Linked DNA regions of Zea mays: regions 1, 2, 3 and 5 are each linked to region 4. Evidence: chromatin contacts called from public Hi-C data. All regions are on one chromosome and are shown on one strand. Each heading gives the region's core, a stretch centred on a gene start, on an enhancer-like site or on the middle of the called end of the contact. The rest is flanking DNA. Distances are from core to core; before and after follow the strand shown.

Evidence for each region. A called contact is a pair of places that touch in the nucleus more often than the background predicts.
Region 1: a Hi-C map of ear shows a contact between it and region 4, with 6 times the contacts expected there. The contact joins the promoter of LOC542640 here to the promoter of LOC100281352 in region 4. A contact is called at or near these places in 1 of 25 Hi-C or Micro-C datasets (ear) and 1 of 3 datasets of contacts at active chromatin or transcription factors (leaf).
Region 2: a contact with region 4 is called in a Hi-C map of tassel, with 1.8 times the contacts expected there. The contact joins the promoter of LOC103647857 here to the promoter of LOC100281352 in region 4. A contact is called at or near these places in 2 of 25 Hi-C or Micro-C datasets (leaf and tassel).
Region 3: a Hi-C map of ear shows a contact between it and region 4, with 2.5 times the contacts expected there. The contact joins the promoter of LOC100278684 here to the promoter of LOC100281352 in region 4. A contact is called at or near these places in 2 of 25 Hi-C or Micro-C datasets (ear and tassel).
Region 5: a Hi-C map of leaf shows a contact between it and region 4, with 2.2 times the contacts expected there. The contact joins the promoter of LOC100501272 here to the promoter of LOC100281352 in region 4. A contact is called at or near these places in 2 of 25 Hi-C or Micro-C datasets (bundle sheath and leaf).

The regions. Positions count from the first base shown.
Region 1 is chr2:218,920,427-218,926,137 of Zm-B73-REFERENCE-NAM-5.0, reverse strand. LOC542640 (ribosomal protein s6 RPS6-2) reads right to left here and starts at 2,364. Exons shown (of 6, transcript NM_001112164.2): 1 at 2,267-2,364; 2 at 2,116-2,180; 3 at 957-1,014; 4 at 758-866; 5 at 399-671; 6 at 1-167. The coding sequence starts at 2,272. It overlaps LOC103647865 (a long non-coding RNA gene), which reads left to right and starts at 2,536. Exons shown (of 2, transcript XR_563110.3): 1 at 2,536-3,270; 2 at 3,739-4,190.
Region 2 is chr2:218,299,414-218,305,654 of Zm-B73-REFERENCE-NAM-5.0, reverse strand. LOC103647857 (F-box only protein 13) reads right to left here and starts at 2,773. Exons shown (of 1, transcript XM_008672360.4): 1 at 492-2,773. The coding sequence starts at 1,867. The coding sequence ends at 650.
Region 3 is chr2:219,037,153-219,043,377 of Zm-B73-REFERENCE-NAM-5.0, reverse strand. LOC100278684 reads left to right here and starts at 3,317. Exons shown (of 2, transcript NM_001291592.1): 1 at 3,317-3,796. The coding sequence starts at 3,546.
Region 4 is chr2:218,574,578-218,580,476 of Zm-B73-REFERENCE-NAM-5.0, reverse strand. LOC100281352 (delta(14)-sterol reductase) reads right to left here and starts at 3,430. Exons shown (of 13, transcript NM_001154270.2): 1 at 3,020-3,430; 2 at 2,793-2,910; 3 at 2,633-2,703; 4 at 2,339-2,395; 5 at 1,730-1,821; 6 at 1,483-1,530; 7 at 900-1,020; 8 at 775-821; 9 at 558-639; 10 at 252-328; 11 at 19-138. The coding sequence starts at 3,070.
Region 5 is chr2:218,994,416-219,000,452 of Zm-B73-REFERENCE-NAM-5.0, reverse strand. It overlaps LOC100501272 (Phospho-2-dehydro-3-deoxyheptonate aldolase 2 chloroplastic), which reads left to right and starts at 3,383. Exons shown (of 5, transcript NM_001346733.1): 1 at 3,383-4,005; 2 at 4,097-4,374; 3 at 5,312-5,588; 4 at 5,691-5,936. The coding sequence starts at 3,472.

The DNA of each region.
Region 1 (5,711 bases), core at 1,115-3,614, 350 kb before region 4:
GTCCCTCTGTTCTTTCAGCCTCTGGGCAAGAAGCTTCTGGTACTCAGCAGCCTCAGACTTCTTCTTAGCGATCCTCTTCTTCTTGTCAGCAATTCTAGCACGCTTCCTCTGGAGGGTCAAGGGGGTCACAAGCCGCTGGATCTTAGGTGCCTTGCTCACCTTCTTGCCTGAAAAGGAAGCAAACAGGTTAGCTTGCTGTGGTTGCAAAACTTCAGAACACTATGGTTCATTGTCAACAATCCCATCCAACAAATAACAAACACAGAGTACTAAGTACATGGGTAAATAACCAGACATTTCTACTTTCAAGACATTGAGATATTGAACTGCAGCTAGAAGCACAATGAACTCAACAAAACAAATACGACAGCAATGCAGTTAGATACAAGAAAGCTCACCATTCTTGGTAGTGAATGTCCTGCGGTACGTGTTCACGTACTTGCGCACGTCGTCATCCTTTGCAAGATTGAACAGCTTCCTGATCTTGGAGGCCCTTTTGGGACCCCTCATCCTTGGCTTCTCAGTGTCAGTTAAACCAGGCAGATCGTTCTCACCCTTCTTAACAATTACCAAGTTGATAACAGATAGGTCTTGGCTCACAATACAACCACGGACAGACTTCCTCCTGCGCTCACCATTACGCCTGCCATAACCGCGGAAGCAGGGAGTGCCTACACAATTCATATCAAATGTTCAGATAAGAACCACAGGTAAAAGAGGGGGTGTTGAGAGTACAATGGAGATACAGTCTATATACCTCTGTGGAGCAGAAGGCGGACACGACCAGAAGTCAGAACTCCTTGCTTCATTGGGAAGCCTTGTTTGTCACATCCACCCATGATCTTGAAGACATAACCCTTAAACTCCTGCAAAAAAGAAACACATCACACCTATAATTAAGTATGAAATCAGCAATAGGGGGCATGGATCAAGAAATAAGAAAGCAGAAAATTTACCTCACCCAGAGCATCACCACTGACCTCCTGGGAGATCCTTCGGTCATAAAAGGCACGTCTATAGTTGATAGAAAGGTTTATCAGAAATCAAAGCAAGTAGAGCATGAAGAAAAAAGCATATGTTTGATTTAATAACTCTGTTAAGAAAAGGATGCAATTCTAGCTCTATCTCTAGTCAAACTTCCAAAGCAGAACTTTATAAAAAAAGAGTAACAATATTTGTATCACAAAATAGGTATATACTAAAAAAATATATCTCATGTCAAATCTAACACCATTCATTTGCTATAATAAATAATTATCCTTTTTGTATAAACTGAGCCAAATTCAAAATGGTTTAACTTGGTAGTAAGCTAGATTTGCATCTTTTTTTACAACAGAAGGAATGCATTATAACTTATACAAGACAGTTTTCCAGACATTCAAAACGTAGGTAGTAAACAATATGCACTTTGAAAACAAAAAATAGCAGAATGATCTGCCACCATTTTGAATTTAATTAATATAATTTCAAGAATTAAAACTATTAGCCTCAGTTGCTCTCTACCACTATATGAAATCTCAATTCGTAGCACAATTTAAAACAGGGATCAAAGGATTATTGCCTGCTCCAAAATTTAACAAAGGACGCATTTTAACTAGATTTAATCAACCTCAACCACAAATCAAGATGTTACTGTCCTTACTTTGATCATTGGACACGAAAATTAACCAGTATGGTCCATTCAAACACTATCAAAATGAGAATAGCACATTTGAATACATTCAATGCCTGAGAAAAGTACTACCCCTTCCGTTCTTTTTTATTTGTAACGTTTTAGTTCAAAAATGAACTACTCGGTGACATATCCAAGAACGGAGGTAGTACTGCTTACAAACCATTACATTATAACCAGATAAAAAGGCTACTATATATTAATACATTAACTATCAGATGCTCCAGCGCTGAACAGCAAGCAACCTAACTAAATTATCTAAGCATATCGCTGCTTAAGGAGACAACGAGGATTAGGTTGGAAAACTACAAAGAACAAATCGATGCATATTAGCACTCAACCAATCGTCTTAACAACAGCTACGAAGAGCATCTGAGAGAACACCACTCACATGGATCTAAGAGACAAAAATACAGAGCAAATAGGGAATGTCGAACACTCACAGTTTCTGGTCGTCATCGATTTCCAGCTTCTTCTGGCACCCGGTAGACGGGTTCGCGATGTTGAACTGGAAGCAACGAAAAGGGCACAGATCAGACGCTAGATTCCCACAAACACCACCTATCGATGTTACAGCGCGGAGGATAAGCTTACCTTCATGGTGGCGTTGCGGCGCGAGCTCGCGGCAGGCGAGGAGCTCGAGCGCTGGGCACGGCGGCGGCGGCGCGAGGGCTAGGGTTTTGGACGAGGGGGAAGAGGGAAAACACGAGTAGCGCTTATATAGGGCGGGCGAGGGTAGGAGGAGCGGGCGCCGCACGGCACTGTTGCGAGGATCGACCTTGACCGTTCATCGCTGCCTCGCGATTTGGCAGGCCGAAAACTGAAACCAATGCGAGCGAGTTGTACACTCTTGGCCCATTCTTTCTATTCTATTTCTTTCTATAAACGCCATTGGATTGTCATCGAACGGCAGCCGCCGAGTTAGGCGTCTGGACGGCTCCCAGTAACGCAACGCTTCTCGGCTTCTCGCCTCTTCTCTCACCCGTGACTCCGCCGCCGCATCTCTCCTCCAACGCGCCGCCGCATCTCTTCAACGCTCCATGGTCCCCTTCACCTCCCGCCGCTACCCTACCCATGGCCACCGCAGCCGCTCGTGCTACCCTCCCGCGGCCCCTCCTCTCTCTCCCACCCTTCCTCCTCCCACCACATCCTCCGTGTGTCAGCCCGTCGTTGGCTCCGCCTTCTATTGCCGTAGGGAACACGCGGCGTCGCCCTTGCGCTCCTCGCCACATGCTGTTACAGGCTGTCGTACCCGTGTCCGCGGTTGAGGGCCTTGTGCCGGTCATGTTGAAGAAGAAGCCCATCGACTAGATCTATCTCGTCGTCGTGCGCCTCTCTGCCGAAGAGAGGCAACGCCTCCTCCGCGGTGCCATCACGTGCTCCTCTCACTACTGCTTCCACTCCTCCCAGAGTCCCAGTACACCCCCGCCTTGTGGCATCGCTGCTCGCCGCGGCCCTGCACCTCAGCCCTGCCTCCATCCCGAGTCACACACCTATCCTTTGAAGAATTAATGGCGACTGGAAGCAGCTTTTTACAGGTGATTTCTGCACCCATCTCCTTTGAAGAATGAATGACGACTGGAAGAAGCTTTTGACAGGTGTGTTGTAAAGACTAGCAGAAAACCCATGTCATCACAACAGTGACTACATTGTTAGAGCATTTTCCTAGATTTTAGCTATTCGTCGCTAGATACCAGGATAATATGCAGCAACACGTAACTTTTGGGGTGGACAATTCTTTTGGATATAATAATGAATTTTACTCGCCTTTTAGAGATAATTAACATCCGCAAAGGTTGTAGCTACTGTTGATAAATAAATTAGCATCAAGGGTTATATTATGCGCAGCACAGTTGTAGGAAATAGAAGGTATTGATATAGTATATAAATAACCTGAGTAATTATATAATGCATTGCCCACTCCCTTCATTTTAGTAAGTCTGTACTAATCTTATGCAGAAACTTAGAAACGAACCAGCCTGTATGTCTATTCCCGTAAGGTCCTAGAAGCATTCTGGTGGGCAAATAGAAATGTCATTGTTTACATATATTTTGTTGAATTTCAGGAGTGCCATTCTGCTAGATGCCACACGCTAGCTAAAGCAAAGATACACATAGAGCAAAGAGGGGAAAAGAATATGAGCTGAAATGCGCAAAAGGCTAAGGAAAGCAGACAACTTATTGCAAATAAGAAATCAGTACAAATGATGAATCGACCTATGAAAATTGAGTCCGATGGGAATTTGGATCCAAAGAAAGGTGGTGCTGTCTTGGATTCTACTAAAACTATAGGACTTACAAGTGTTAAGTAGTGGGATGACTGGCATATAGTTGGATTTCCTGGGGCAGAGCTATTAAGTACTAGTGTAAGTGCATTTTAAATCCAAGTACCATGTCTGGTGACTGGTGATCTCATTTGGGCATATTAATAATGTAACCTTCTTCATAGCTTTCGTGTTTATTACAGTAAGACATGAAAATCCTTTTGATTTGAGGAAAAGCTTCTATGTTGTCAGAACAGATTGCTACCCAGTCATTACCTGAGAATGCAGGAGGTGCTGATGCAAAATATCTTATCGATGAGTGGCCAACGATAAGCAAAAGTAGTGGAAGACTCATCTAGGTGGAGTATGTAACAATATTGTCACACCCGGTTCCAGGGGTAGAACCGAGCGCATACCATATGTGTGCCAGGATCCATTTCCACACATATGTTGACGTCACAAGTGTAATATATCAAAATACAATGCAATAAAGACGTAAAGAGAGTATAATACTTTATTACATCATCTGAAACATTGTATCTTTAACAAGTATCACATCAAAGTAAAGCGGAAATAAACAACTGGGCAATCTCCCACAGGAAGATGACCGGCGCATCGTTAGACTTAGAATTCATCGTCGTCGATAAAATCTCCATCAAAGTCTCCAGCATCACCCTCTGATCAAAATTAAGCAAGGGTGAGCTCACTTATGGTCGGGGCTCAGCAAGTGGGGGAAAAACTAATGCAGGTATAACAAGGTGAGGCTAAGTCTGAGCAGTAAGCATTTTAGTTGGTCAACATTTTATTATCAACACCTGTCTTACTAATAATAGTGAGTCCCAAATATCCCAATTAAACAAAGGAATATGAATATAACAAAAACACTTAAGTGAAACCACTTAAGCAAATTACTGGCAGATCATCGGATCTCAATTTATGTCCATCTTTAAGTTCAATTATCATGTGAGGAGTCCAGGTCGCTCATAACCGGGAGCACGGCTGATATATCAGTTTTACACTCTGCAGAGGTGGTACAACTTTACCCACAAGCCATGTATCCCATCTAGCCCGGGTTGATCGGACCCTTAGACACTGCCGAGGTGAATGGCTAGGGATCCATTATGAGGTTTTCACAAAATACCTTAATACGAAGCAACCCGCTAAGGTTTCTAAGACGATGGTGGTGGCCCCCTGGGTGAAGTACCTTAGCCAAGAATACGACCCCATGTTAACGTGGGTTGCCAGCACCTACCGCTCCCCCTCTTGCCCATCTTTCATGTAAGGTTGCTAGGCACTAAGCATATAGAGCTAATTACCAAAGCCAGAGCCATGATAGCACTCGTGGTTGCACTGTTATCCTGGGTGGTCACTCCATGTTCCAATTAAATTTATAATAAAATTATCTTAACCATCGGGTTAATGTCATAATTGCCAATTAACATTTTTGGAACATTAAAACCAATTAAAGAGTGACATTAAGAATCATTAAGTTGAGCGGTAGCATGAATCTTGCACAGCTTAATTATTTTCCCAGGTTAAACAAGGAATACAGATAGTAAATCTAGGAAATCCTTAATTAGGTGAAACCCAGCAAATTATGCAGTATATCAAAAAGGTAAACATTATTATATGCAGTGAATAGGTACAAACAGAATATGCAGAGGGAGAATCCACTTGCCTTGCTCAAGCGGGTCCTGCGGATCGTCCTCGAACGAGTTCGGATCGTCTACCGCACAATCCGCTTCTAATAGAGTCGCATAGCGCACATACAAAAA
Region 2 (6,241 bases), core at 1,524-4,023, 270 kb after region 4:
GGGCAGAGCAGCAGACCCCTTCCAAAGCAAAAGCGAAGGCCGCTTTCGCTGTCGCATGGCCGAGCACCACGCATCATGGTGGCCTCGCACTTGCGCGCGCAAAAGGAAAACTGGAAAAGGCACCCCGGCCGCCGCTGGTTTGCTCGGTGCTCTGCTCCTCCAGACCGTCGTCGGCTCTTCTGCTCACCTCTTCATGGAGGGTCCCGTGTCCAAACGTTCGAAGAAGCTCTGCGTACCTGATGGCCTGACCTGAGACGTTCAAATGGAGGCCTGGTGCGTCCTGCCTCGATCGGTGTCTAGCTATGGCGCTAGCACACCTGTTCGTCTTGCTCCGTTGCTGTTCCTTATCGGTGATTTTAGGCCGATGGTGGTCACACGATCAGGGCATCTGGCATTTGCTAATTCAGGAAGGAAAAGTGAGCTCTCGCTCTCAGTTGACCGATTCAGAGCTCGGTGGGCAGCGGCACGAGGCTCGAGAAACGACAGCAGCCTGAATCGGAATGATGGAAGGGGAAGGCAAACGAAACGATCTCAATCACGCGCGAACAATCCATGGAATCACACTACACGCTTTGCTTACTACTCCAAGGGCACCAACCAGGAATGCCGCCAAGCACGAAAGAAATAGCCAATGCCCAAGAGTTGAGACTCAGACGGCGGCCTCCATTCTCGGCTCGAACGAGAGCGCGGCCACGAATCCCGTGGAGCCGTCCCCGTCCCCGCCTTGGCGCCGCGGGAGCTCCTCCCACCGGTTGGTCCTGACGTCGCACATGAAGCAGCCGCTGGCGGAGCTGGAGCTGGAGCTGACGCAGACCATGACGCGGCCGCCGTGGCCGACGCAGTTGACGTCCGCCTTGGCGCCGCGGAAGGCGTGCGCCATGGCGGGCGGCATCGCGGCCACCTGCCGCCACGCGCCGCGCGCGAACTCCCACACGCGGAGGCTCGCCGCGTCGAGGAACTCCGAGAGCACCACGGCGTAGGCGGCGCCGCCGCAGGCCGCCACGTCGACGGAGTGCTCGTGGTGCGCGGGCAGGATCCGGGGCAGCTCCGCGAACGCGCGGCGCGCCAGGTCGCAGGCCACCACCGTGCCCGACCGGCTCAGGAAGTACGCCACGGCGTCGGCGCCGGCGCCGCACGCCACGGCGGACGAGTACTGCCGCGCCGCGCTCCGCTGCGTGGTGGTGGCCACCACGTCGCCGGACTTGCTCAGGAAGTAGACCGTGCCGTCGCCGCCGCCGCCGCCGCCCTCCTCCTCCGGCTTCCGGGACAGCGCCGCCTCCTCGCCCCACGCGTCCGTGGACGAGTCGTACGCCACCGTGGACAGGTCCGGGAGCTCGCCCAGGATGAGGACCACGCGGTACGGCGCGCCGTACATGGCGATAGCCTGGAGCGCGCGCGTCAGTGCCGGCGGCGGCGGCGGCGGGAGCGCGTGGGCCGCGCCCGTGAGCGGGTTGACCACGGTGAGGTCACCCGTGCCCGGGTCGCGGTACAGCAAGAGCCCTCCCGCGGCGGCCACCGGCCGCTGGGGCCCCGGCGCGCCGCGCCACCGCGCCCAGGCGCGCTCGGCGGCGTCGAAGACGACGGCGGCGGCGGTGTAGCGTGGCCGTTGCTCGTCCTGGTGGTCGGGGTCGTCGAGCATGAGGAACCATGGGTCCCGCGCCGTGACGCGCGCGCAGGCGGCGCGGAAGGTGCTGGACTCCGCCGCGGCGCGCCACCGGCGGGAGACGCCCCGGAGGCGCAAGTAGCTGGCCGGCGGGAGGCGCGCCAGCACGCGCTCTAGCATGTCGTCGTGGAGGTCGGCGAGGCCCGGCGGGACGCGCTTGCGCTTCTTGCCTCCGCCAGCAGCTCCGTCCAACGTGGGCCCCATGCCCGACGGGCAGAGCTTGCTAGGCAGCAGAGAGACGGAGGCCGGAGCGGAGGGAATCCAAGCAGGACAAAATAGTGGATGGATGTGGAGTAGAGTAGTTAGACCAACTCCAGCAGACTCCCTCTCCGTATCCCTAAAACGCGCGGCCAACACATTCTCTCTCCTCTTCGTATCCGTCTCCGTTTCCAGCAACACTCCCCATCCCACTCCGCATGCAGTCTATGACACCTGGGGCCCGCCAGCAGGCGCGCGCGCACGCAGAGAGCTGCGGAGAGGAGAGAGAAAGTGTGGAAATGGGGAGCGCAGGGACACGGCGTCCATTTTGCGGAGAGGGATGCGGAGCCTGCTGGAGCGCGCAATAGTGCCTCAGACCGTGCAAAATGCGGATGCGGAGTGGGATACGGAGTGTTGCTGGAGTTGGTCTTAGTGGTGCGACTTTGCGAGGGGCGCTGGCTTTATACGAGCGGGAGCGACGAACCTTCGTTGTGTGGCAGGCAGAGCAGCGGTGCCGGTGGTGGATGGAGGGAGTCCTTTTTGTTCGCGTCGCGTTGACATGCGGAGCACGGATCGGAGGGGAGAAAGAGAAAGGCGCCGCCGCGGCTTTGGGCGTGAGGTGGTGGCCGTGGGATCGTCGCGTCACGAGCGAGCGTGGTAGGCACGCACCACCTTGCCGGTTGTTTGTTCCCCGTCTCTGTCCGGCGGAGCCACAGCTGCTGTGTGGTAAGGAAATGACAATCCAGATGCAGCCGTTTCGATGCCCGGTCCGGTTCGAAACGCAACGGAGAGGAGGTGGACTTGCACAGGCAGCAGGACGCCGAATCGGAATCACCCTCTGCAGCAGCAGGCGACAAGAGTACTCAGGGCACACACGAACTCACGAAGGTAGGCTCCGCTGCTGGATGGTGCACCTCCCCTCCTCGTAGAGTACAGTAGTAGGCCGCAGGGGCAGCGGGAATCTCTTCTTTTCTGTACAGGAGTATATCCTCGTGTGGCCCGGCCGGCGGGCCGGGCAGTTTGCATGTGCGGTGGTGTGGTCTCGAGCTCGACTCTCGACTCGACATGGATGGGTGAGCTTTTGCTTTTGCGCAAGTCAAATGCATGGGCGGGCCCCTTGGCGCTGGGGCCTCGGCAACCGAATACGAGGTGGGCCTATCCGTTCCTGTTTTTTTTTTAATTTTAGTTATTTATCGCCGGGGCGGCCATCGTCGTCTTACTGCCATCTTTCTCGGTATGCTGATCCCCGGCTTCTGTAGGCTAGAGCTCGGTACGATCCGTTCTGTAGTGTCCTGGGGAAGGTCTACGTAGGACATTAGTGCGCATATCTTCCGCAAGGCACTACACAAAGGATTTCACCGAGCCTCAGACTACAGAAGTCAGGGGTCGATGTATTCAGAATGATGGTGTTTGGAACCATCATCGCCCCGCGATAATATGCAACTGCCAGGTAGTCTCGGACCCCACGAGTACGCGTGGATTCACCCGAGGCAAAACGGTAGTTTTACCCTTGTCTTACGGCTCCTTCCTAGAGAAGGCACTGCCGGTCGACCCCTGTGCTGGCCTATAAAAGAAAGAGGTTGGCCTCAAGGCAAGGAGGATCGACATACGGGTCAACAGACGGAGACGAGCCCACAAGGACGAACAGGAGGAGGAGGAGCTCCGACGAGTACCTGGAGGCCGAAAACACAACCAAGGAGATTGGGATATTTTTTTTCCTATTAGATAAATTTGATATATAACTCTTCATTACAAAGATTAGAAATATAACATAGTCACATATATGCCAAGTTTATGTTAATGGCACTATCTTTAGATTAACAAATTACGAGTTTTATATAAAAAACTAAAAAAAATAATGACTCATGAGTTCGAGTAGGAATACTATATCTGATAGCCACATCCCACACCAACACCACACTAAGGTCATGTTTAGTTCAGGGCTCATTTCCAGAATCTGATAATAGAATCTCATTGTTAACCAAACAATTCGTGTATTCTGCGTTGGATTTTGTGACTAGAAGAATCTCAGTATCTGTTCTTAGGTTGATAAACAGACTTGTCTTGAATTTTGTGTAGACTCTGAATTTTAAGAATCCATGGGACCAAACGACGCCTAAACAGTGAGTAGGAGTGGTTACTAGCGAACATATGAGTACCTAATTAATCTACAGTTAGCAAATGTTTAGTGTAACATCACATGAATGAATCATAGAGTAATTAGATTTAATATGCTTGGTCTTGCTATCTAGTACTTAATAAGTTTTGTCATTAAAATATATTTAATACTTAATAGTATTCAAGCACGGGTCCTCAAGTCCTTGATCAAACGAGCCCAAATTAAGACTGGTCGCTGAAAGGCTCGCATTTGAGACTTTGAGTTGAGAGCTTGAGCCGGCGTCTATGTCCGTTGCACTCCATATATGTGTGGGAGAGAAGAAACTTCCCCCACATATGGGACGAGTTTTAATCTCCCTCGTAACTTATTCACTTTATTTCTTCGTGATATTAATAACACTTTTTAAGTACCGTAACCTGAAAACAATGTGTATTATGGTAGTGTATATAGTATATGATTTTTTCAAACTTCAAAAAATCAATGAAAAAATGTCAAATAATTGAATTATAGTATATATAAGGGGCTGAATAGGGTGAATAGTTGGTGGAGTTCTAACTGTAGGAGGAATATCTTTTAGAGCGACATAGTAAAATATATGTGGAGTGAATGGTTGGATATGATCTGAGTGCGACGCGAGCCGGTGAAGCTCACTCAGGTCAGGCCTGCCCTCGCACCGGCACTCCGATTAGGCTGCGGCTTGCGGGCGGGGGCTGGGGTGGAGTGGTGGACCCGCAGCATCCGATGCGTTCGTATGGTTCGGATTCAGAGGCGGCGACGGCAGGCGAAGAGCGCTGCGCCGCTGCCCCTGCCAATGCAATGCCATGCCGCTGCGGCGCCTGCGCCCTGCGCGTGTGTGGACTGTGGATCGCTCCACTCTCCTGGGCTCCTGCCACTTTGACTGTGCGTCGGAGTCGGAGCGCAGTAGCGCACACCGCGCGTCTGTCTAGCAGGGCACGCAGACGACGGCACGTCTCAGATTCTGATGCCCTGGGCCCCCTGGCTAAAGTTTTCAACGCCATAATCATGCCACGCTTGGACGGACCTCCACTGCCAGTCTGCCACAGGCCGCTGGCGCAGCAGTAACAACTACTGTTTGCAGCCAGCACTGCAGGGTGCCTGCCATTCGTCACTGTAATCCACTGGACTGGAGTATCTTTCTTTCTTTCTTTCTTCCTTCCTTTCGATGATAAATAAAATCTGTTAGCACTTGAAAGCATCTTCCTTTTAGTATATATTTGTGTATTATACAGAAATGGCCTCCAGAGTCCAGAGCAGTCGTCTTGTCTTGTTTCTCTTCGACACCAACGACTTCCAAGATTCTTTTTTTTTAATTTTTTTTTTCTTCTTCTTCTTCACACTGAAACCAGTTGCAAAAGACAAACAAAACAGTAACACCAAGGCAGAATTACTCCCGTTCTCCAACGACAAGCTTGGCCTGGAAACCCGCGCGAAGTGCAAAATGATAATCAGGCAGGCGTCATGTGCATGCAAATGCAACAGCGAACCGCCAGCAGGATGTCGTTCCAAAACTTGCCGGGAACCAAGAAAGATGCTGCTGCCCGTACGACGTTCACTATACAAACGTTGGAGAGAGTAGGCACAAGCACAACACACACATATATATTCAGCTCGGAGCCAAGATAAAACAGGTGAAACCAAACAAACACCTGCCCCTCCTTTTTTTTTAAAAAAAAAAACCCAACGGCCACAACTCTGACTTTCCAATCGAGAAATAAATAAATAAATAAATAAATATAGTTCTACATATAAAATAAAAAATTCAACCAAAACGGATGATATCAACCAAAACGAGATGGGCGCACGCGACGTATAGCTGGCGTCACACGCGAGACAAAGGACGGAATCCGGCCTCTTCTTCCTCTCCCTCCTAGGCAGTGTAGTGTAGATGCAAAAGCCAAAACCAAAGCAAGCTGAGGTCCTTTATTACCCCGTGCTGGGCTCACTCATCACACAACACACTCTCAGGAACCACAGCAGCTTCAGCACTGCTCCTCTAATACGAACAATAACAGCGCAAAAAAACACGCGCCTTTTGAGAGGGCGGAGCGCTGAAGCTGCAGGTGTGTTACCGCTGCAGGGACGTGTCAGTTGCGCGCATGAGCCAGCGGGACGACGCAGCAGGCGACATGCTCATGCTGCGCACACGTACGTGGACGGTTAAGCCTTTTGAGGCCAGCCGAGCGAGCGCAATTATAACCCTAACGACCACGCTGTCCAAACTTTCGTCTCCAGCGCCTGAC
Region 3 (6,225 bases), core at 2,068-4,567, 460 kb before region 4:
GAGAGACATATGAGTGCAAAGAGGAGAAAAGGAAGAGGAGCGCTCGCGTCCGAGAGAACGTTCGTATCCGACCATTTTGGTGGAGCGGGAGCACTCAAACTATTTATGATAAATTTTTATACGAAGACTATAGGAGCCGCTCCGTTTTTTTTGTTGAAACCAAACATCGAAAAAACTAGGATAGATCCGCTTCATTTTTTCCCACTACTTAACCAAACACACCATCAGATAAGGAGCCAGATCTGATGAAATTGGATCGTTATCTAGTCTGGTGACAGGTGTTGGAGGGTGCTGTGCAAACAGTCTGCGAAATGTTTTATGTCACATAGATTTTTGTTTTATCAATGTTCTACCTTTTGTGGTAGCGTTCTCATAACTAATTAATATATAGACCCGTCATTATATATACACTGTATATGGTTTTCTATATATGTTGTTCGTATATGTGCTAAATTCTCCTTTCTTGTCTTGTCTCTTCGGCATCAGATTTGTTTGGCTACAAGCCAATTTAATAGGCCCATTTGGTAGAGCTTTTGTATCAACAGCTTCAGCATTTTGGCTCTTTTAGGAAATAACTCCCTTGTTATTTTTATTATTTTTAGGAAAAGTCTCTGAAAGAGCACTACATTTGATTGGAAACACAACGTCTACTATTTTTTTCACAAGAGGAGAGGATAGAAGATAGGTGGAGCCTCTTTTTTGAGCTCTCGAGTATCGACTTCTCCCGGTTTCTAGAGACAACTCCTTCCAATGTTTTTTATAGAAGCTCTGAGAGGAGCTCTCGTTTGTTAGATATTTTTAAGGATATACTCCCTCCGTTTCTTTTTATTTGTCGCTGGATAGTGTAAAATTGCACTATCCAGCGACAAATAAAAAGAAACGGAGGGAGTATTAGAGAAGCTGTTAAAAGAGCCCTACCAATAAGAGCTTTATACTTGGCGTCCCGGTGATTTATTTGGCTGACATTATAACACATTGACAAAAAGAAATTATTTATGACACACTGATAAGGAGTGGTTTCAGCATAGAACAGTGGAAATAACATTAAGAGGTGGTTTGGTGACATCGAAATTGAAAAGGATGGGAAAATAACAATAGATTTCCTTCTGAATCTCCTTCAAATCCCTTCTTACAAACCAGCCTTAAGATTGCCCGCAGCGGCTGCCGCGCGCCCACCCCCTCCGCTTGCATGGTGGCTACAGGCGCACACGGCAGCCCGCAGCGCGGTCCCCTACGGCGCTCTCTACCCTGCGGTACTCTTCTCTCTCCCCTCAGCTGCAGCGCGCGTCCGAGTCCCCCCTTGCACTGTATATGTGGCCCCGTCTTTAATTAATAGTAGAAGAAAAATTGATAGTAGATAAAAAGTAGGTATAGAAAATGATATTTTATAGTTATAGTGGGGTATAAGGGGATTATTTAGGGGAAACCGCTACATGAGATGAAAAAATAGAGGGTAAAATGTTAATGATGTGATGTAAAAAAGTGATATAGGGAAAAAATTTAGAGAGAACGGCCTAACTATCATAAACATATTGGAAAAGCCAGCTGTTTGGGGCTTTGGGCACGGCGGCCTGCCATGCCACTATGGCAGCGTGTTGGGGGCCGTGGCCTGTTAACTGCCATTGGACGCGGTGGTAGGCAGGCTGCCGTGCCGCCGGGTGCCGTAGCGCCGTCGCGCGCTGGCCGCTGGTGGCTTTTGGAGTGGGCGATTAGGCAACGGCGGGGAAGCGCCGCTCCACTGGACCCATCTCGTCTCGGAAGGAAGCGTGTTCCTCGTGATCACTGACTGCCTGGGACCTAGAGGAGAAGAGAACCTTGCGTTGTGGTGGTAGTGGTACACAGCATTTTTTTTTTGTCCCGTCGCATGACCGGCTGTCGCGTCTCCGATGGCGGGATCAACTTGGGTACTATACTAGGCTACTAGCCGACTCCAACCACCTGCAGGCTTTCGCCTCGCTATGCAAGGAAGATGCGACGCAGCAGGCACGGCACCACACGATGACACGATATAAATGAGAAAACGTATGGAGGGAGAGGGAGACAGAAAATGAGAAAGGATGGAGAGAGATGGTCAAATTTTTTTAGCTTCTCCGACGGGGCCCACCGTCGACACACAGTTAGCTCAACCAGAATACCTAATAGAATCGCCCGCGGATTAACTACCTGCGCCACAGTCCTACTAACTCTGCTGACGTGGTTACGCAGGCACGTGAAAAAGTCACGTTTCTTTCTACCCGCGCGCAAAAGCAAATGTTAGCGTGCAAACCACAGAGAATGATAGTACGTTCATTGGGTAATCAATCTGCCGATGAGATATGTTTTCTGGGCCGCCGAATCAATAGCGACTCCTGCGAGAGAGGCAGAGTAAAGCGAGGGCACATGTCGTCACTCAAAAATTTGTTTTTTTAGTAATTCTAAACTATTTTCGTAGTTGTTAGATTCAAACCCCACACAAGGCCACAAGTGAATGACAAGGCTCTGAAATATGAGCTTACTCTGGCCATTAGTCTTACTGTGTCGAAAAACGTAGTCCTTCTTTGGATCAAAGGATTATTTTAAACTAATTCCTGTGAATTTTGTATACTATTCCTGTGAATTTTCTGTGTTCCAAAGGAGCCCACATTGTTCATCATTGAAAGAATAACCCTATTATGCCTCTTTGGATCAAAGGATGAAAATCCTGAATCATGTGCTTTTTTATGTGTTTTTGAACTAAATTTTGTGAAATTTTTATACCATTCCTATGAAATTATTGCGTTCTAAAGAAGCCCTTAATCTAGAATAAAAAAATAGCAAAAAAAAAAAAACGCGAGAAACTAGCGAAGCCGAGTACATGTCCGTTCTGCTATAATCAACCCAACCAGCCAAGCTATTTCTCAAATCACATTTCATGCGTTATTTGTAACTCTGAAGGTCTAAAATCTCGGACTCAGGTTTGTCTAAAACGTGAAATGGCAAGTACAGACAAGAGACTGCTTGCATTCTACGAAGACAAGGCATATAATTGGTCCATCGTGAAAGCGAGGATTTCCAGCAAAATCTTCAAAGTTGAATACGCGATGCCCCGTGCTTTTGAAGCTGCATTTTCCGCCCGGCCCGGCTGAACGTGTTACGTGTGGAGTGCGTTTGGTTTTTCTCGGCTAAGCTGCCTGATAACTCCTGACAGCGCCCTGCTGATCCACTGGCTGGCCCCACATGCCTGCCTGCCTGCCTGCTAAACGCCCAAACCCCACCTCCGCCCACGCCATAAAAATAGACCGAGTCCAGTCCATGTCGCGGCGCCAGAAGCCTACGCGCAGTCGCAGAGAGACCATCCCGCCACGGCAGCAAGCGAAGCGAGCCTAGCCAGCCAAACCGGGGCCAGGCCAGGCCGCCAGGGGGACGGGACGGGAAGGAAACCGAGGCAGGCGGCGGCAGCGGCAGCGGCAGCGGTAGCAGCAGCGCAGGGCGCACGCGCTTCTCGTTTCGTGTCGCCAGGGGAAGGAGGAGGAGCGAGTGGGTTGGGGGATCGGCTGGCGGCCGAGGGTCCGGGAGCTGCGGGCGGCATGGGGAGGGACGAGATGCTACGGCGTAGCCTCGTGGCGCTGGCGGCGGCCGTGGCGCTCACGGGGCTGGCCACGGCGTCGCTGCGCAAGGCGGCGGTCACGTACGGCTTCGGCATCCTCGCCATCGCCGGCGTCCTGCTCCCGGACTGGGAGTTCTTCGACCGCGACTACTCCCAGTGGCTAACCCCCATGCCCGCCTCCCGCCGCACGGCCGCCGCCGCGGCTGCCGACCGGGAGCACGACGTCTGGAAGTAAGACTCCGCAGCCTTTCCCTCCCTCCCTCCCTCCCCCTGTTCTGTGATCTTTCCCCACGCTCTGTACGTCTGTGGAATCTATGTTCTTAGGAGGCTCGGGCAGTGCCAAAAGACTGCTGGGACAAGATTGCTCGCTCTTTTGGTCCTTCTCAAAATCAAAAGTAGTAAGATTTTGGTCGTTCTCTTTTTTGGGGCACTCCGTGTTAAGATCTTGCTTTATTTGGAACCGAGTCGAGGTACAAAACCACACGTTGCATCTTTCATTCCAGAATTTAGATGCGAGTTCGTGCTCATTAAAAGCACCTGACGGTGAAACTTCAAGCCACTTTCCCTTTCCACGATTCAGCTTCTTTGACAAAACTCGTGGTTTTTTTATTTGTCCGGAAGAGAGTTCTAATGCACGCTTGCCATACAATAGCTAGGCATGTTTCTTCATATTCTGTTTTTTTTTCCTGATAAGAGATGCATGTTGTTCTAGTAGATCGGTGAGGTACTTAGATTTGTTCCTGTTCTTGTTCCTGTGGATTCGACACAGCAGATCGAATCGAATGCATGTCGATCGCTGTATGGTCCTGAATATCATCGCATTAATTCTTCATCTACAATCATAACAATTGATGGGCCCTGAAGATACAATATGATCACGGAAACAAAGCAAATCGCTTGAATGCTATTTAGAAAAAAAAAGAATTGTCTCCCAGCAGCAGTGCCATTTGCGATAGGGACGTGCTGGCCTATAACTATTTAGTTGCAGAATAATAGGGTCGCTGGCCGGTGGCCGCCTGCTTTTAATGCTGCTATCGATCGCATAGGTTCAGCGGCATATGCTACAGCACCTGGAGGTTGGTTTAGGGTTGTCTACCAGTCTAGGAAACTTTTAGGAGTCAAAATTATGTGGATGTAAGCTTTAGTCGTTGATTATTTGCATGACCTGATAACAGTTAGCTGTTGGTGTTTTGAGCGGTGGATTAGGTTTGTAGTTGGGGCTATGAGCAGCTGAAATATCGCCTTCGGGGTCTATTTTTGTGTCTTTGGATGTATACGTTTCTACTGGTTGGTTACCAGAGTGTCGCTATTACATATATAAAGGCAGAACAGGTCACTTCTTTTGACCGGGAAAAAGCTAGATGATTTGTCTAGAGGCGACCTAACTATCTTATGTTTTAATTTTACTAAAAAAAGTTTGCAATGAATGCTTTTTTTAGGTAATGGGAAAAAAATTCTGGCTTCAGACCTCTTCATAGAAGAGGCATCAGTCTGCACTTATTACAAGACACCCCGCAGCTCACACTCGAGTTTAGACTTTAGAAATGAAAGATGACTGTTACTTTGGTGCTGCTGACTGATTGAGAATAGGACTCCAAGCATAATAGTTTTTTATAGGGTACAACGACGCCACAAACTCACACCACTACACAACACACGCACACACACGTGTGTCTAATACATACATTAAAGAGGGATTTAGAGGTCTAGACCTCTAGTGTGTGAGAAACACGTGGTACCATGGAACGCGCACGCGTGTGTGGTACCCTAAAAGGGCTTGTTCGTTTCACCATTAATCCATGTGGATTGGGTGGTATTGAGTTGGTTTAAATCCATTACAAGTCAAAATCCATCCCAATCTATTCCAATACACATGTAACTGGAATAACCGAACAAGATCTAAAGTGAGGCACGGGGTATCGATCCTTGGGATTGAACCCACGCCCGATCGCTCGCACACCTGGTGAACGAACCAACTGGGCTACGGCTCAGTCCTCAAGCATAAGAGGTTTTAGCATAAGGTGTAACTGTAATCATCCATTGGGAGATGCAATGACTTAGGGTCTGTTTGGATTCTCAGGTCTGGAGCTAAACTTTAGACCATGGAGTTGTTTGGGTCTTGAGCTAAAGTTTAGTGCTAATTCTATTAAAAGACATACCTACCCTTGGAGTTTTTGTTGTCATAGCAATGCATGGCCGTGAGCCATGGCTTAGTGTAGGATAGAAGTAAAATGAGGCAGTAGCAGTACAAATGTCTTTTGTCAAGAGAGAACCAAACTTTAGACCACTTCAGCTCAGATTTATGGTCTAATGTCTATTGGGTTTTTAGGGGGTGGGCTAAAGTTTAGACTAACTTTAGGCCACCAGTTTAAAGACTTTGGATCTAACTAAAGTTTAGAAGAGGGGATCCAAACATTCCCTTATTTACTAACAACTTATCTAAGGGGTGGCTTGGATACACATGGCTAGTTACTAGTTAGGGCTAGAAATGTGTCCAAATTAGCTATGGTTGGCTAGCTAATTGGCTAACCAGTAGTTGAAGACTTGGCTAAAAAATTAGCCCCCCTCTCCCCCCCCATTAGATACATTACAGTTATTTTTTAACTAGCTAGCAACTAGCTCTTGTATCCAATTAATGCCCTAAATCAGAGCATAGCTGA
Region 4 (5,899 bases), core at 2,181-4,680:
GGCATAAATTGTCCTTACCAGTAACCAGATGCTAGTAGCTTTCCCCCGACAACTTTGGGAGGTTTTCCCCATATAGGAGCTTTGGGGTCCTTCTTGAACACATGTTTTTGCTTGTTAGCTCCTCGGAACACTAGGTAGCTGAGTACCACATGCCACATGGTATAGCATGTAGACAACAAAGTTACAATGCAAGAAACAGGTATATATCAAATTGCTATAGCTTTGATATTCTGGAGAAAAACCAAGAGTACCCAATAAGAAAGATGCATAAGTTAGCTAGACCAGACAAAAGGGACAGCTCTACTTTGTTCTTCAAAAGCCACCACCCCTGACAAACAAATCATACTTGTTGATTAGCTTAATTCTCAGCCTACTGTTTTAATGTAAGAGAAGCAGTGATCTGAGCCACAAATCTGACAATTAGGAAACGCCAAAATCAAATCAATGTTAGGGTAGGATAGTGTGCCTAAGGTAATAAGGTATTCTATGTTTTTTCTCAAAAATAAGGTATTCAATAGCTAGCACCATGGGTCAACATTTGCAGGAATGTAGGATACCTGAATAGTGAAGGTGAAAGGGATGAAAACTAGATCACCAAACACCAGCATGAAACCCAGTCTTTCAGCAATAATGTCCCACCTGGAAGAGGTCTCAACGATATTTTGTTCAGGAGAATAGTATGTTCATCATCTTTAATCATCCCACAGAATATCTCAACATATTTTGTTCAGGGATAGTAAGTTATTTGCCAATGAGAGCATGTGATATACTTACGTTGAGGTCATGAATTCTTCATGGACGAAGTAATCAATGATATACCACTGCATGGAAAAGTATAATTAATTTAACAACTAATGGGCTGAAAGATGATCAGTTAAGAAGATGGTCATGTCCAATACCGCACAAAAAAATTGGTAGAGAATGACCGAAAGATTGGCTGAACCAGCAAAGTAGCTCTTTGCAAACAAAGAGAGGTTAATAAATAACCATGCCATCATTCCTGCCCTCACAAAGAAGAATCTGCGATGATTGAAACATAGCTGTCACTAACATTTTATTGATATCAGGTTATTTGTGGCGTGGGGAATAAACAATATGAAACCATTCCACTTAAGTAAGCTAGGTATTATCCAATCACCATATACTACATGTACAAATTATTATGAGCAAAGTATCAGGTATGGGTTAACTGCATTATGGACTATGGATTTGCCAAAGGTCAAACAGATCATAATTGAATTCAATGTTTTAAGGCGTCGCCTAGGCAACCAGGCGCTCGGATAATTCTAGGCGCCTTGCCCGCCTAGGCGTTGTGATCATGTTTACATGCTTGCCTTACCGCCTTAAGAACACTGATTGAATTATGGTCTTACACCAATCAACCGTTAACAATTCTGTCGTGGTAACTGGTAACCCTGTCCTATTTCAAAATTTCGATCCCATATGCTAGGCAAAAACACAGGAAAGAAATTGCTAACATACTTGAGGTCAACTTCCATAAAATGAGGATTAAGTTGCACTCCAAACCACCTATTAAACAAAGTCATCAGCACAAAAAGTGTCGTTGTTAACTAAAAGAGAATTGCAATAAAATACACGGCCAGTGAAATATTCTGTTTGCTTGATCTTTCAATAATAACAAGAATTTGTAGACAAGAAAACTTATGTGTCAAAAATAAGCGAGTCATAGTTTTATATACAAACACAATATAGAGTTTTCTAGAAGTACCAATCTTGCATGAAGCTCCCACTAACATGTGGTCTCAAAGAAGAACTTTTGTGGCCGGACTTGATGCCGGCAATGTAGAGTGCAAAAGAAACCTGAAATCAAAGAGTGATGCATGAACAGCCAATCAAATAGCTTTCAATATAGTATAGTTTGTGGTAAAATGTAACTGAATACTGCATGATGAAAATATGAACGATGCTGAGCAGACAGTTGCATGCAATTTTGATCAAGACCAAACTAGTGGAAACATTACGTTCAGGTTTGTCATTTTCTTGTGAATTTCTGTCCAAGCTAAGGATGGACAATTAATTTGAGGAAACTGTTTGTTGTAACAAAATGTATTGACAGCCAACAGTTTGTATGCATGAGGCACACTCGTGACTGAGATAAAATTGAGAAAATTTAGAAGTACTTTAGGATGTAACACTCCTGAACAGACATTAAAGGACTCATTGGCGTGGAGTTAAGATCAGGTTTATCAGTCAGACACATGCAGGGGGGTCCTTTCATTTTCCACAATAGCACGGTGGCACGCCAAATGTATATCAAGTAGTTAGAATATTCATAATCAAGTGCAGGTGATCCAGTAAGGTCCAAGGTAGCACTTACAATGACACTAAAAATAAAGGTCACTGACAGAAGTTCGAGTCCCATGTCAGCTACAACCTGCAAGCATTGACAAATGACAAACAATATGTTGTTGATCAACTTGGCACACCTATGTCAATTCACATTGACAATAAATCACAATAAAAATTTCACTACGCTCGCCCATCTGAAAAGGATTGTGGCTCGGTCCTTGTTGAACTGGAGTACAATTAGTACAGCAGTTGAGCAGAAGAACACACCCAGTGCGCAAGGCACGAGGACTGGACACAGAGAGGCAAGACCGCAAGAGCTCACCGTGGGAGACATCCACCCCATGTAGACACCGAACGCCGAGAGTCCCAGCAGCAGCAGGAGCGAGAGCAAACCTGCAAGCCACACGAGAATCAAGGGAAGGCGATCGAACAACTCAGCCGGCTGCCCAGAGGATTCAGGGAACAGCGGCAGGAGGAGGTACCGTTGCAGCGATAGTGGAGGCGAGAGGAGTCCGGGAGTAGGGCTCCGTCGACGAGCTTCCCTGGGAGGATGGCTCCAGCGGCGGCGAGATACCCGAGGTAGGCGAGGAGCACCACCACCTGCGCAGCAAAGAGCGAGCACACAAGTACACAGTGAGCGATCCATGTGCAGCAACCCGCAGCAGACCAGAGGAACAACGGTCGCGAGCGATGAGCGACGAGACACCACCGCGCTCCCGGAGGGCACCAGCGTGGGGAGGACGGCCGCGGCGGCCTCCATTCTCCGTCACGGCAGGGATCTCGTGGTGGCCTGGTGGCGCCTACGGTTTCTGTGGGCGTCGGCGGTGGAAGCCTAGCGGCCTAGGGGTGGCCTCTGGCCTAGGGACGGGCGGCCGGAGGCCGGCGTTTGCTGCCTTGCTGGAGGGCGGCGGCAGCCAGGCTGGGGCAGGCGACTGAAGTCTTGCTGGAGGGCTGGAGGCAGATAGTCAAGCAGGCGACGCTGCGACGGTAGGGCCTAGGGCCGGCGGCTTGCTGGCGGCCGTGTGTGTGGAGCAGGGGTGCTGTGGAGCCAGGGAGGTGGGGTCGGGATCGGGATCGGGATCGGCGGCCGATCGGGACTTGGGGTCGCGGGTGGCTGTTGTGCCTGGGAGTGGGACCATGGGATTGGCAGTAGGTTAGGATGTACTCCGTATTTGGTAATTGGTTTGACTCAACGTGTCACCTCCATTTTTTAGATCACACCGTTAAAAAAAACTACTCCGATATCTATCTCATCCCTATGTAACTCTCATCCAAATATTATAGCTGTTCTCTCACATTCCACCATGTACATTGAACCAAATACACCAACCATATAAATTCGAAGCAAAATTCGCATAAATCCGCTCAATATAGAATTTTAAATTTAAAACGAAATTCGATGTTTTCTCGACGAATTTTGTTGCAACTTCGGTAATTTCGTTGTTTCAGACAAAAAGCAACGATATCCGGTTGAAAAAACTCGGTTTTTTATTTTTATGATTTTTAGAACTTTTTGAACGGTGAACCGAATTTTTCGAAATTTACAGCGAAAACAAATTTTCGTGGGAGTTCGAAAACGAAAAAACTCTGAATTTCAGTGAGTTTCGTTCAAAAATTGCTAACAGTTGTGGGACTCGTCTCTTACAGCTTCCAATACCCCTAATCTCAAAGCATATTTAGAGAAAATTAGAAAAATTAACTCCCAACGATTCCTTAGATGGTCTCTCTATGCTTTCTCATGCGGAAAAACCATGCGGATATACATCGGCTCAATTTCTCCTAGTCGTCCTCTTTTTTCACCTTTCCCGCAGCCGCAACCTGAGCTTGGCGGCAGGCCGGCAGCAAAACATAGGGGTACAGTGCTGCGTGCTGTTTTGAAACAGTTCTACAGTGACGGCCTGACACTACACAAATTGTCAATGCTGTTATTATCGACGTTGGTCAGTGTTGACACCTTTTTCGAGCACCAAACACTCAACAAGAACCGGCGGCGGTGTTCTCTGCACAGACGCGGACGGTCCGCGACCAGGGACCGGACGGTCTGTGACCTGAAACAGAGGCTGACGTTCACTGCCTAGCGGTCGGACGGTCCGCGCGTGCGCAGGGGACGGCGAAAGGTCGTCGGCGGCGCCTGGATCTCGCTCCCGGGAGGGACCCCGTCGGGGAGGAGAGATCCTAGGAGTTGTCTAGGCTCGGCAGGCCGACCTAAACTCTTCTAATCGACGTAGAGTCGAAGAGAAGCGGAGGATTTGAGGATTGAGAAGCTAACCTAGAACTAGACTAGAACTATTCCTAATGCGTAAGGTAAAAACGAGAAATGGACTTGATTTGTTCGATTGTTGGGGGTTCAATCGGTCGTAGCCCTTCATCTATATAAATGGGAGGTCTGGATTCGCTTCAAACTGATTTCCGAGTTAATCCCGAGGTTTTAGGTAACAAATCCCGCGAGAAACTAGGAACCCTAACTGACTCTGCGCACGCGCGGACCGTCCGCGCTACCACCGCGGACTGTCCGGACCGCGGACCGTCCGGCCTCAGGGCCGGACCGTCCGCGAGACACTTTTGGTCTCCAACATATGCCCCCCTGCCTTTTGGTGAAGGTTGACGAACCAAAAGCATATGAACTAAACCTGATGTAAGTCACCGGCTTTTCGATATGGAGATCATTTAATAAAACACCAATGTATAAAGGTCGTTTCAGATTGTATCTTTCTCGGCCATGACCATTTGGTCAATGGATCAAAAGGAATAGAATGGAGGTGCCCCCAGTCTGGATAGACAAAGGGACTATACATGTACCACGAATTCATCATTATACCATTCCATGTTTGAACAGGATAATATAACGATGATGAGTAAACGGGTGGAAAGTACCCTGGTCTCATAGGATGAATAGGCGATGCTTGTTGTGTCGCCTTTCGGGCCGTTTTGTTTACCCGTTTCGTCTTAGCAAGTGACCGGGGTTTCTTCGTTGACCGATCACGTAGAACGGTCTTCTTGCTAGTATCCTTGGAGAGCAACTGATCAAAAGTAGGGTCGGCTTTGATCAGCCGACCATATATGTTCTGCCCTTGCGTCTCCTTCCCTTTTAAAGTTTTGTGTGGAGGCTGACGTCTTTGGCCATAGGCGGACTGTCCGGCAGAGTTAGCCGGACCGTCTGTCTGAGCACCGGACCGTCCGCACGTATGTGCCAGCCCGTCCGTGATGCTCAAGCCAGGCTGTCGTGCTTGGCTCATTAATTGTGCTTGCCCCCCGGTGCCTCCTGACTTTTTAGCCTTATCATCCGGAGCCTTTCGAGCAATCTCCTTTTGCGATGTATTTGACGTGCGAGGATCGTCAATGATGATGTCTTTGCTTTTGCTTTTATCGGCCATTTCGGGCCGAACTAAGACCTTTTTGCATGCGATATCTATTGTATTAACGGGAAATGGTTGTGTGTCCACTTGCATTTCCTGAAAAGCCAACCGGCCCTCATTTATGGCCGATTGTACCTTTCGACGAAAAACATTACAGTCATTGGTGGCATGAGAAAAAGAATTATGCCACTTACAAGAAGCACGTCTCTTTAATTCATCTATAGGAGGGATAT
Region 5 (6,037 bases), core at 2,134-4,633, 420 kb before region 4:
TGGGTTGTGTTGCGAGCTCTTGTTGTGACTTGTGTGCGTGTCATTGCTCTGATTTTGAGTCTTGTGTGTGTTGCTCATCCCTCCCTTACTCTGTGCTTCTTTGTGATCTTCAAGTGTAAGGGCGAGAGGCTCCAAGTTGTGGAGATTCCTCGCAAGCGGGATATTGAAAGGCAAAGCAAAACACTGTGGTATTCAAGTTGGTCTTTGGACCGCTTGAGAGGGGTTGATTGCAACCCTCGTCCGTTGGGACGCCACAACGTGGAGTAGGCAAGTGTTGGTCTTGGCCGAACCACGGGATAAACCACTGTGTCATCTCTGTGATTGATCTCTTGTGGTATTGTGTTTTGTTGAGACTCTACTCTAGCCACTTGGCAATTATTGTGCTAACCTTAACCTAGTTTTGTGGCTTAAGTTTTAAGTTTTATAGGATCACCTATTCACCCCCCTCTAGGTGCTCTCAACAACACCACACACGCGCACAAGTGGAGCACTGGAACACAGAAGAAACGCATTGCACACTAGCAGCACCACCTCCACCTTCTTTCAATCACCACCAGCGAACCAAACACAAGAACGCCAGGACCGAATGGATCAGTGCGATTGGAACAGAAAACTAGAGAGAGGAACCAGGAACCGGTGTTTTGCTGCGTGCTCCTCAGAGGTTGACTGCCCATCCTTTAAGGAGCCAAGAAACGAAGGAGGGAAACAAATTAGCGAGAAGGGCGGGAGATCGAGCCACAGAAATCGGCGTACGAAGAACGCCGCCGCTACTCTCAACAACCGCCGCCAGCTACCTCCTCTCTATCTCCCGTAATCCAGCAGAAGCACCGAGGTGCCCTAACTCCTCCCCAGCCGGCTGGGCTGCTCGGCCTTTTGGGCCTTGAGGTGGCCCAGTCCAGCTGGTCTTATTATTTTTTTAATAAAGGGAAAATCCTCAAATTAACAGCAATATCTAAGGGTACATATCTGTACCAGCCTATCTCTCTCTATATGGTCCTATAAAAAAAATCTTAAGTAAACGCCACACCTTTTATGCCTCTACAGGAGTTTTAGGAAATCATACAGAAATTTGATTTAGAAATCAATTTATTTTACAAGAAAAACATAAGAAATACTTTCTCCACCCTAAAATAGAATTTAATTTAGATTAAACATACATTTATTAGTAATATATGAATGTGATTTGTATGTATGTCTATATTTATTATCATTTAAATTCGAATGAATATAAACGGAAAAAAGACCTATAGAAACTATATTTTGAGACGAAGAGAGTAGAAAAAAAGGTCATATTTCCATGGGTCTTTGAACAATTACAGCAGTGGAGAGAAAGCTAGGTGCATTTAGCGATAGGCTCAGCGCATGCTCGGTCTTCTATTAGACTGGGCCTCTTGATGAAAAAAGACCATAGGACTTTCCAGGCAGCGTCCTCCATCTGCACATCACATCATGTATAGGCAGTAGCAAAGGCACAAAAGCGTGACGACGACGTAAACCCGCCACAGATTACCGCCAGGTGTCAAGTTACCGTACCGGGATGTCGGCGACGACTGACGTATAATTTTTTTTATTTGAAGGGAAATTGCGTGGAGAAACTTGGGCGCCTTAAATTCCAATTCCAATGATTTTTTTGGTTGGAACGTACGAGTTTCCGTAGATTTTTTTACAGAAGTCAACTTGTATAAAAATTTTACAGAACGTACGCGTATTTGCTGGTCTATAATCTCTTCCCGTTTCGAGCGATGCATTGCATGCAATATCCCCATCCTGACAGTTGACGTCACTCGTAGTGGATTTTTTTGTTGTTGCATGTATTTACTTAGGGTGCGTTTGGTTGGAGAGTCAAATAAAATAGAGTGATTCCATTCGAGTATTGGAGAATAAAGTCATTCTATTCTGCGTTTGACAAGAAGAACAGAGCCGCTCCATTTTTTGTTTGGTTTAAGAGTATAATAGAGCGGAACCGTTCTATTCTTTGTGTGGTTTGAGAGCCGCATGAGTGTAGAGGGGAGGAGAGGAGGGAGAGCGCTCATGTCCGGAAGAGCGCTCGCATCCGATCGTTTTTGTGGAGCGGGAGCGTTCTAACTACTTATAGTAAATTTTCATATGAAAATCCAGGAGCAGTTCCACTCTTATTTTGTTAGAAACCAAACGTCCAGAAAATTGGAATGAAGCCACTCTATTCTCTCCCATTCCTCAACAAACACACCCTTAGCTTGGCCGTGCAAGCTAGTTAAACCTGGTCGCTGGCGGCTGGTCAGTAGTGCGTCTTATATATGGAGTGCTGGAGATATATATAGGAAGATACGACGAGGCAAAGGATTTTCATTTTTTTTACATTCGCTAGTAGAGCATTTTCGAGCATGGAAATTCCACCGAGTATCTCCGTCACTGACATGCATGATCTCGTGCCACGCGGAGAATCTCCGTGCAGTCGGAAGGAAGCACCTGCCAGTTGGATGTGCGACCGTGCGCATGCGATGTGGCTGGCGCTGGCCGGACAGGAAAAAGAAGCCACACGGAGAGCCACAGAACTGCGCAGGGCCCGGGATCCCACACTCCGACCCGGGCCCGTGCCGTGCGCACCACCTGCCGTCTCTTCCCACTGGTCGCTCTCGCAGCTCGGTGGCAGGTGGAGCCCGACAAAAGTGGCTGGGTCTACGCGTCAGCCACTTTTTTTTTGGTTAAAATCCTTTTGGGCGATTCAGACGGCACATGAATTGTAGCTGGATTTTCAAAATCTCACGAGCCGCTGGCAAGGGTGCAATACGGGTTTATAAGCCGGAAATCACATCTAACATGAGTACCCGGCGTGAGTGATGCATCTCAGCATCTTCATGTGTGTGGGGGCCGGGGCAGCTGCTGAGAAGACGAGGGAGCAGGTGAAAGCGTTTCCCATTTGTTTATCATCCACGACAAACAAACGAAGACTGTGATTTCTTTTACGATTCAAAGTGATGCCAAAGTTGTACACATATCATATTCTCATGACCAATATCTTGGCACGTGTGCGATGCAAGGCGCATAAACCGCCAACCATTCGTCGCATCGGCTGGCCGGCTCGATTGGTTTGGAGCCAACCGAACATCCACGCCCACGGCCCACGCCTACCAGATCCCGTACCTACCCTCTTTCTCTGCCGTCACGGCCCCACATTGTCATTGACGTAGACTCGCCACCTAACAGGCTAACAATAACCCCGGAGGCACGGCCGCTCGAATTGCAGCCGTAGTCCCCAAACTACCCTTCCCCTCTCCGTTCCATTTCCACCGCCTCGTCTCCACCCGGCGGCAACTACCCCTCCGTCGCCGCTCACGGCTACCAACCCCACCACCTCCTCCGCCCGCCAATAAATACCCCCCGCTCGCCACCTCCATTTCCTCAGAGGAAACGCCCTGCACAGCACGACTCCTCCCCATCTACCGCTACCTTTCTACCTACCCATCTAGCACCCCTCGCTCGCAAATCGCAATGGCGCTGGCCACCAACTCCGCCGCAGCAGCCGCGGCCGTGTCCGGTGGCGTGGCATCGCAGCCGCGCCGCGCGGCCGTGTTCCTCCCGCTGAAGAGGCGTACCATCTCCGCCATCCACGCCGCCGACCCGTCCAAGAACAACGGGCCCGCGGTCCCCGCGGCCGCAGGCGCCAACTCCTCCGCCTCGGCGGTGGCCACGCCGGAGAAGAAGCCGGCAGCGCACGGGAAGTGGGCGGTCTACAGCTGGAGGTCGAAGAAGGCGTTGCAGCTCCCCGAGTACCCGAACGCGGAGGAGCTGGACGCGGTGCTGAAGACCATCGAGACGTTCCCGCCGGTGGTGTTCGCCGGAGAGGCGCGCCGCCTCGAGGAGCGCATGGCCGAGGCCGCCATGGGCCGCGCCTTCGTCCTCCAGGGTGGCGACTGCGCCGAGAGTTTCAAGGAGTTCCACGCCAACAACATCCGTGACACCTTCCGCGTCCTTCTCCAGATGGGCGTCGTGCTCATGTTCGGTGGCCAGATGCCGGTCGTCAAGGTACCCACCGACACATCAAATCCACCACCTATTTCCGGTCACTAGGCGTGCCGATTCGCTAGATCTGACCCGACTTTGCTGTGCGCGGTAGGTGGGGAGGATGGCTGGCCAGTTCGCCAAGCCAAGGTCTGAGCCGTTCGAGGAGAAGGACGGAGTTAAGCTGCCGAGCTACAGGGGCGACAACGTCAACGGCGACGACTTCACCGAGAAGAGCCGCGTGCCGGACCCGCAGAGGATGATCCGCGCCTACGCACAGTCGGTGGCGACACTCAACCTGCTCCGCGCGTTCGCCACCGGAGGGTACGCTGCCATGCAGCGCGTCACTCAGTGGAACCTCGATTTCATGGATCACAACGAGCAAGGTGATAGGTGAGAAAATTCAGTCCCCTTTCCTGTGATTTTTCAGTAGCAATGTTGCTGTGGAAGGTTGTCGCTGTCATTTCAGAATGAAAAACATATCTCGTTATCACGATGGTACGATGAAGAAAAAGTTATGCAATATATGTTGCCAGTGATAGCACAGATCCGCCTCTTTTGGTGATAATTTCAAAGTGGAAGTAACTATTCTTAGTTATTGAACATTTTGATGAAAGTTTAACATATGGATTCAACTAGAACCATTCTTAAAATAGAGCAATAGTGCTCAGCATTTTTTGTGGTTCTTATTCGTTTGTTAGTCGTCAATGGTGTAAAAATCATGTGGCTCATTTGGACCATAATAAGTCAGTAGTATGAAGTTGGGTACAAGTAGTTGTAGTAGAGTATGTCGGATCTTTCCCTTTACATGTCCCCTTCTTTCGCAGAAGCTGCTAGCAGGGCATCATTGTCTTTGGGTGGATATCCTTGTTGCATATATTGATTCTTTTGTGTGTAAACAAGGTACCATGAGAAAGTATTATTGTCAGTCAATAAAACATGCCACTGCTAATCTGACCATGTAATTCCTTTATTGATCATATTTAATGCATACAGTCTTTCTTTCGGTTTAAGGTTTTGGTTTAGTCACGGCAATATGGTCTATATTGTTTAATCGATGTACTTTATGATATTTTGTGGACTTAGTATTTGGCTTTTCCTAGAAAATTATTGCCTCACCAAAGTTCTCACAAGTCTCAGTCAGAAGGGCACATGTAAAGCAACAATTTGTAACCAGAGATACAGGAATAGTTTAGCTAATCATATATTATTGCTACATTATTACATGAAATATTTATCTAATTTTGGTTGAATTAAAATTGTGTGTCTGCAAATGGCTAAATATATATCATAATCTGATGTTTGATATTTTCATTGGAATGATATATAGGTACCGTGAATTGGCCCATAGGGTGGATGATGCTCTTGGGTTCATGACTGCATCGGGGCTTACAGTCGACCACCCGATAATGACGACTACTGACTTCTGGACCTCGCACGAGTGCCTTCTCTTACCCTACGAGCAGGCTCTTACCCGTGAGGATTCCACCAGTGGCCTTTTCTATGATTGTTCGGCCCACATGTTGTGGGTTGGTGAGCGCACTCGACAACTCGATGGAGCTCATGTTGAATTCCTCCGTGGTGTTGCCAACCCTCTGGGCATAAAGGTCAGCTTTAAATCCTTTTTTCTATTTGTTAAGTGAAATCTAGGCACTATACTTGTCCTGTGATCCTGACTGTCAAATCTACATGCAATTTGTGGAATTTAGGTGAGCGACAAAATGAACCCCAGTGAGTTGGTGAAGCTGATTGATATTCTGAACCCTTCAAACAAACCTGGAAGGATCACCATAATTACAAGGATGGGGGCAGAGAACATGAGGGTGAAGTTGCCTCATCTCATCCGTGCTGTTCGCAATGCTGGACTGATTGTCACATGGATTACTGATCCTATGCATGGAAACACCATCAAGGCCCCTTGTGGCCTGAAGACTCGTCCATTTGACTCCATTCTGGTGAGTCACGTTCCACCAGGAACTTCTTGTTCATTCTTCTCTAGTATGCAATGCATTTCTATTATGATAAATCTGAACGAATCTCAGTTTTGTTTCGGCAT